2 separate regions of the Gossypium hirsutum genome follow, and region 1 is linked to region 2. A link is a contact called in public Hi-C data. All regions are on one chromosome and are shown on one strand. The core of a region is the stretch at or near the end of the contact, and the rest is flanking DNA. Distances in the headings are between cores, read along the strand shown. Region 1 holds the start of LOC107953056 (fumarate hydratase 1, mitochondrial). Region 2 holds the start of LOC107953094.

Region 1 (3,683 bases), core at 204-2,703, 180 kb after region 2:
GAGGCAGCTCAAAACTTACCGTGCTAAGCTGAGGACACATAAGTTGGCCTAGTTGAATTCTTGGATTTTTGAAAGATTAATCTAAAGAAGGAAGAAACCAACAAGTTAGACGGTAATTTCAGCTTACAGTGGGGAATGTGTCGTTAGAAGATTGAGATCTGTTCACATGATCATTTGGGTGCACAAACTTTTCACCACGCTGATGTCCAAGGATCTCAGCTGCTCTATTAGCAATTACCTGGAAATTTCCAGAATCGCAAATTAAGCTATAAATTTACTGTAAAAATGATTCTCACATGACAAAAATATCTATTCAACTAATGAATACAAAAAAGTTGCAAAGACCTCATTGGCATTCATGTTACTCTGGGTGCCACTACCAGTTTGCCAAACGACAAGCGGAAAGTGATCGTTGAGTTTTCCTTCGGCTACTTCTTCAGCTGCTTGCATTATGGCTTTCCCAATGGTTGGATCAAGACCATATTCCATGTTAACCTAAATGAAGAAAACAATTAACATATGCAAACACTTAAAAATTGAGAACTATTTGGGTTCAGTGATCAGATCAGAGATGAACCTTGGCAGCACATTTCTTGAGAACACCAAAGGCCCGAATAATAGGTTCAGGCATCCGTTCACGCTCTCCCCCAATTTCAAAATTCTGTAACGATCTCTGAGTCTGCGCTCCCCACAATCTAAAAACGCAGTGACAGCACAAGCAACAAGTATAACTACTTCCCTCTTCTATTCAAAACTTCTTTTTTAATGGTGCGAATTAAAACACACACACACAATGTGATGAGAGGGAAAGACGAACTTATCGGAGGGGACGTTAATGGGGCCAAACGTGTCTCGTTCCTCCCTAAAAGACGTGAAGAAGGATCTCCAGCAGGTGGCATAACGGAGAGAGGTGACCAGCTGGGAGGTGGTGGATCCAGCGGAGAGTCGCCGAGATACGATATACATCGCCATTTCTTACTTCAAAAAAAAAAAAGAACTTTAATCCAACGTAATAACAATAAACCAACAAAACATTCAAGATCAAGTTTTTCAAACAAAGTGAACTGTAAAAAATAAAATAAAATAATTGTCGAAAAAGAGAAGGAATAAACCTCAGATCAAAGAAAGGGCTTAGTAACGAGGGTGCGGTAGTCGAGAAGGGCGGAGATAGGGTATGGAGTACAGTTGGCGCCGGAGTTGTCGGGGAATCTCTGGCTTTTCTGGAGTTTCGGAGGGTAAGCAAAGCAGCCAATGAGGAGCTGCCAAAGCAAGCCTAATAAAAGTGAGAATGGTTTGATGGGTAGCTTGGTCTTGGGCTGCGGTATGGGTCAAAGGTGGGCTGTCACGACTTTATTCAACGGAGATCTGTCATTTTCATTCGGTTTGCCGATAGCTATTACTAATCCCTCACGCCAAAGGAGAATGGACCTAACCTCTCCCAAATTCTAGAATAAGAGTCATGAATGGGCTTTGTTCCTATGACTTTATCATGGGTTCTATTATTCTAACTTCTACCTCTTATAAAAAAGGATTTGATTAGTCCCCTCTGCTGCAACACCTTCTGCCGTCCATGTTGCCTGCTGCCTAGCAATCGAACCAGATGGCTTCCATGTTACTTTTTGAGTTTGATTGGTATAACATGATTGCTCCTCGTGTCTAATCGTATTGAATATCAGGATATTTGCTCCTTTCGTCATTGCTTCTCTCTTTTGTTCAGTAATGAAGTTACAATTAAATGGCTAAGAATGCCAAACTTGGTTTTTTGTTTAAAGGACTCATTCGCTACAATACCTGCTTGCTCTTCTTGATTCATGTAAAAAGGATTACACGGGGAAGAGTATTTGAAATAAAAGTAATATAAAGGCCCTGTAATATAATAATATTGCATTTTGCTCTGCTTAAAAAATAAATAAATTAGTAGAGTGACTCATTTAGGATCATTTTGCATTTTGACGCAATACATAAATAAAGATTAATTTGTTCATTTACCAATCTGACTCCTATTACAGCCTGTGACAATTACATATTATTTTCATGTCAGCTTTTGGAATTTGTAACATAATTACATGAATACAGAGACTGATCCTTTTGTCTCGGTTTGCAGAAAGTAGCATAAGCTCAGACATAACTTGAAAACAACTCAAAAAGGACATCTTCAACCCAAACTAATTGTATGGTAATTGCAGAGCCATTGCAATAAGACTTTTAATTCTCTCAAACACTGAAGAAAAGCAGTCTTTACACAAAAACCCAAGGCAGGACGCATCATCTGCACAACTTGTCCTTAATAAACAAATATGCAACTGGAATTATTGCTGAGTTTTAACTATACCATAAAAAAAATTACAATGAAAGAAAAAGGTTATCTGTATATTCAACACATTTCTCTCTCTCACTCTCTAAAAAATATAAGAGGCAAAAAGAAATTAAAAAAAGAAGAAGAAAAGAATCAGAAATCACTCCAACGTGGTTATAATGGTGTATAAAGTTGTTATTTTCTACTCCCAGTTCTGCGTTTCCCGTCAGCAGCTGGTGGCTGCCTCATATTTCGATGCAAAGGTTGGCCAGCTCCATTTGCTAGTTTCCTAGACGGTGATGGCCCTGACATAGGATGTAGATTTTTGCTGCAGATAATTAACCAGCTTTTTAGTAACATGTCGACAAACTTACAATGATGGCAACATGAGAATGTATGTATTAGCTTACCTCATATCTGGGTTTCTTGCTGATTTTGGAGTGGGTCTCTTGGTCTTGGACTCAATCCCATTGGTTATGCTGCTAAGTTTGGTCGAATTGAATTGCCAGAGCAAATCAGGCTCGGACGAGTCACTGGTTGCAACATCAATATCATCTATGTCATCAGCACTGGCCATATTGAATCCATTAGCCCCCAAGAACATATTATATGATTTTTCTGGATAAATCTTTGAAGAATCGTGGAGATATTTCTGGTAAAAGACATCAGACAAGTTCCCATTTTCTGCTTCCCAACATCCTAGAGGGCTTCCCACTCTGTTAATGGTATCTTGCTTGTTCACCATAACCTTATCCACCCACTCACCCGAGCCTAATTCTTTCTCATCATCCCTGAAGTTTTGGGCAGGACTGACAACGGGAGGCCAGGGAGGTGAATTTGCTAATAGCTCATCAAGATCAACGCTTTGCCTCTTTTGCCTCAATGCAGAGTTAGTGCACACCTGCAAAAGCAGACAAGTCAAGCTTTCTAGGGCATCTCAAACAAACCCAACTCATTGAATTGCTAAAATTATTCATGAAATTTGGGAAGCAATTCCAGAAAATATATAAGCACTGTAGATTTTCTTCCCATCAATTAGCTTTAAGGAGAGAAAAGATAATTTTGCACAATTGAATTAGTATTATGCCACTATAGCCACTTTCAGTCACTGGAATGCATATTATTACCATGAAATTCTGAATTCAATGAAGACATTCACACATTAGTATTCATATCATCTTTAAATTGAAGAGAAAGAATCAAGGATTTGTGACTGATTGTATTCAATATGATTAATGAAATTAAATTTCCATCCTACTATTATCATGTGGAAAGCATCATGTACCTCAATGTTGCCCACATTCGCCACAGGTTCTCTTGCTCCCAAAACATCTCCAACTTGCTGATTAGGATTGAAGGGCGATAGATCACTAGCTTTTGTTCGGTA
Region 2 (3,920 bases), core at 99-2,598:
GGTCCCTGTATTTTGTTATATCATTTGATATGGTATATCCACTTTGAAAATGTCTATTTGGGTACTTTAAATATTACTTTGTAGGATGTCAGATGTCAATTTTTTATTAGAATTTTTAATTTCAAATAATAGAAGGAACCTCAAATTAAATAACTTGAAAATTGTTTTACCAAAAAATAAAAAATAAAACAAGTAGAGGATGAGAAAACAAATAGAATCCCAAGCTTGAAGGGATCTAAAAAAGAATAGTGCCAAATTGTGTTTAACTCCATGATTTAAAAAAAAAATCACGACTTTATTAACTTATACGATATATTTTCTCTTTCTTCGATATCTATAAATCACTAACTTGATTTATTATTTATTTATTTATTTCAAAATAGATGTTCTTTTTCTCTTCAATATTTCAATGATTGGTTTGTTCTGGTAATCGGATATAATTTAATTTTTAATTTATAAAAAATTACGTTCTACAAATTTTACAGATTTTTCAAATTTTGAAAACATCTTGATTCAAAAATTTAATCCCAGTCAAACATTAAAAAGTTGTTAAAAAGTTAAAAAACCAATTACAACAATAATATGTCAGCCTTGGAATGGATTCCATCTCCAATTAAGGGATATTATTGGTATAATATCGGTAAAAAGAAAAAAAAGTTTACAAGCAAGTTTAAATGATTAAAATAGATTAAATTTTTTATACAACACCTAAAATTAAGTATAATCTCTTAATCCATTCATAAATAAAAAGATAATTCACTTCAACATACAAACTTACATTCTATTGCATTAAAAACAGTATTTAAGTATTTACACGTAGACAATAAAATTTATTTATTTTTAAATAATACATTTAAAATGATTGTTGTTGTTAAATTAATTTAAATGTTGAATAACAAGTTTAACCCAGACTCAACGTGGCAATTAAGCCTTAAAAAACGCATGGATGGCACAGAATTATGGTAACAAAAACTAGAGAAAGCGAAAAAACAAAAAGGCATAATTCTTATTGTAATCCTCCTTCAAATGTTTTAGATTTAATTTGTATACTTTAATGAAATTATTTCTACAACATTATACTCTTACTATTGGATTAAGAGATTGTTGGTAGGAAAAATAATCTTAAACAGTTGTTAATTATTAAATGAATATGTTTAAATTCTAACTAAATTTTCTAGCTGCCTTAAGTGCACCAATAACCATAAAAGAACAATTAATAACGTCATCAAGTTGGATCTACCAGTATAGAATAAGATTAAATTTGAAATTCAACATAGTAAAGGACTAAAACCATAATTAGACCTAAAAAATCCTGACTTTTAAGCGAAGGCAGTTGAAATAAATGGATGGGTTTCACTTAAGATCACGGAGATTCTCCTTTACTTTGCTTCGTGATTCTCTTTCACTGTAAAACTAGAAATGCCGATTCTGTCTCTGTGTCTGACTCAGTCGACAAACCAAACCCCCTTGGAAAATGACTTATTACCCGTGATAATTCTCTGACTCTTCCCCCTATAAAAAATCTTTGTATTTCAATTATTTTTTATCCAATTTTAAAGCATAAAAAAAGATAAAAACATTTCTTACCTTTCACGAGATGTCTTTCTAACTTTGTTTGAATGCTTGGGGTTCTCTGCTCTGTTTCTTTTCTTTTTTTTTGTATAAATGAAGAGAATCGGGAGTCACATGTTGCGCTATGCTTTAAACTATTCCTACTATAATTCTTTTCTTCTATCCTTCTTAGCTTGAAGTTGGGGTCTTAGCTGCTTCTTTTTAGGTTTCTGGGTAATTTGTTAATAAAGTTGCAACCTATATAAAATTATTATTATTCTAATGGGGTCTTAATGATTTTTACTGTGTTGGGAATATTCAATTCAATACATTTTTTTGGTTGTCCTTTCTGGGTTTTGGATAATGTTCATTGGTGTTCTTGGAGAACTTCTTTGATCCTTGTCTCAGTTTCGCTACCATCTTTAATTTAATTCTATAGAAATATTTGGTTTTTTTTTTCTTTGAAGTTTTCGTTGAAAGAAAAATGAAGGGTTCTACTCTGTTTCAAGTATTAGCTATTTTATCCGTAATTGGGAGTGTTTTGAGCAAGGAGTGTACCAACACTCCAACTCAACTTTCATCGCATACTTTTCGTTACCAACTGTTGAAATCACATAACGAGACATGGAAACAAGAGATGTTTGCTCATTACCACTTGATCCCAACTGATGACTCCGCTTGGTCTGATTTATTACCAAGGAAAATCTTAAGACAAGAAGCTGATGAACTGAGTTGGTCAATGATGTATAAGAAAATGAAGAATCCTGGTAGTTTCAAGGTGGGTGGAGATTTCTTGAAGGAGATATCTCTGCATGACGTTAGATTGGATTCAGATTCGATTCAAGGAAGAGCACAAGAGACCAACTTGAAGTATTTATTGATGCTGGATGTGGATAATTTGGTTTGGAGTTTTAGGAAAACTGCAAATTTGCCAACGCCTGGGAAGCCATATGGAGGGTGGGAAGCCCCAGATATTGAGCTCCGTGGTCATTTTGTCGGTAATCATTGCTTTGCTTCCATTTCCATGCTGTCAAAAAAGCTATTAATTTACTGTCTTTTTGCATGCCATTGTAATTTATTATTAAATTATGTTATTCTGATGCGGAAACATTTAATTCAACTACTTTTTGCTCATTTAGAAGGGGATTCTCTATAACCTTTGCTCATTCAACTTCTGTTTTATTACTCTTCTCTCTTGTCTAAAGGAGCCCCTTAATCTTGACTGGAAAGAATTCTGGCCTGATCTATGTTTCTCATAGTCGAATGCGAGTGTTTGATACGGCTATAAGTCCAACACGGGTATGGTCAGACATTTTTAAGTTTCTTCATGTATGAATTCTCGGAGATCACATACCATTCCCATGTGTTGGACACGAGTACTTAAACAAAAATGAAGTCGGAGCAACATAGCATCTAATCCATATACATCACTTGCTCCTTTTCTAGCCTTTGAGCATACTTAGTAAAAGCATTAATTCTACTCTATTCATACCTTTAGGTATCCATTGCAGCCAAAGAAATTCATGATACTACAATCCGATATGTTAGTTCCAAATTTCACTTGACAGTCTGATAATCTCTCCATTGATCCATTTATTTATATGGTTCACTAGTCTACCACCCCTGCTAAATCGCAAGTAGAAACTTTGTTGGGACCTTAAAAGTTAATTCAGGTTATATAACCATTTATAAGCCGTTCAAGATCAAACATTAATTGACATGATCTATGAAGCGTTGCTTTGTTGGTCAAGTAAAGATTTCTTTTCTTTTTAATATATCTGCTATGGCATTTTGAGAGGACTTTGTAATATTTTAATTCTCAGTTCTGTCTGAAGTTAGATTTCTTCCATTTTGTAACTATTGTGGATAGATTCTATTCAAGTTCCCTGCCATGTTAGTTGCAAAAATGTTTAGATTCTCCTGCTACCTTGCTTTTGTTTTATACATGGGTGTCGATGAAACTTTAATGTGCTTGAAGCAAGTTACACCTCTCAACTTTTATTTTTGCTTTTTGATCATTGATTGTAAATTTATAATCTAAAATTACCTTTCGTATCTTGAAGGGCATTACTTGAGTGCAACAGCTCAGATGTGGGCTAGCACTCACAATGACACTCTCAAAGAGAAGATGTCAGCCGTTGTGTCTGCGCTTTCTGCCTGTCAGAAGAAAATGGGCACAGGATATCTTTCTGCATTTCCATCGGAACTTTTTGATCGCTTCGAAGCAATAAAACCTGTCTGGGCTCCATACTACACCATTCACAAGGTAGATTCGAGTTCTGCAGTTTGATGTTAAGGAGATGTATGATAACTTCTAACTTGGTCATTTTCACAGATCTTGGCAGGTCTCTTAGATCAATATACATTTG

What was found. A called contact is a pair of places that touch in the nucleus more often than the background predicts.
Region 1: a Hi-C map of hypocotyl shows a contact between it and region 2, with 4 times the contacts expected there. The contact joins the promoter of LOC107953056 here to the promoter of LOC107953094 in region 2. A contact is called at or near these places in 2 of 34 Hi-C or Micro-C datasets (hypocotyl and leaf).

The regions. Positions count from the first base shown.
Region 1 is chrA07:26,622,563-26,626,245 of Gossypium_hirsutum_v2.1, forward strand. It overlaps LOC107953056 (fumarate hydratase 1, mitochondrial), which reads right to left and starts at 1,454. Exons shown (of 18, transcript XM_016888281.2): 1 at 1,113-1,454; 2 at 818-974; 3 at 578-695; 4 at 346-495; 5 at 128-238. The coding sequence starts at 972. It overlaps LOC107953055 (kinesin-4-like), which reads right to left. Exons shown (of 19, transcript NM_001398630.1): 17 at 3,582-3,683; 18 at 2,707-3,197; 19 at 2,303-2,624. The coding sequence ends at 2,492.
Region 2 is chrA07:26,439,030-26,442,949 of Gossypium_hirsutum_v2.1, forward strand. It overlaps LOC107953094, which reads left to right and starts at 1,349. Exons shown (of 12, transcript XM_016888316.2): 1 at 1,349-2,549; 2 at 3,615-3,817; 3 at 3,887-3,920. The coding sequence starts at 2,036.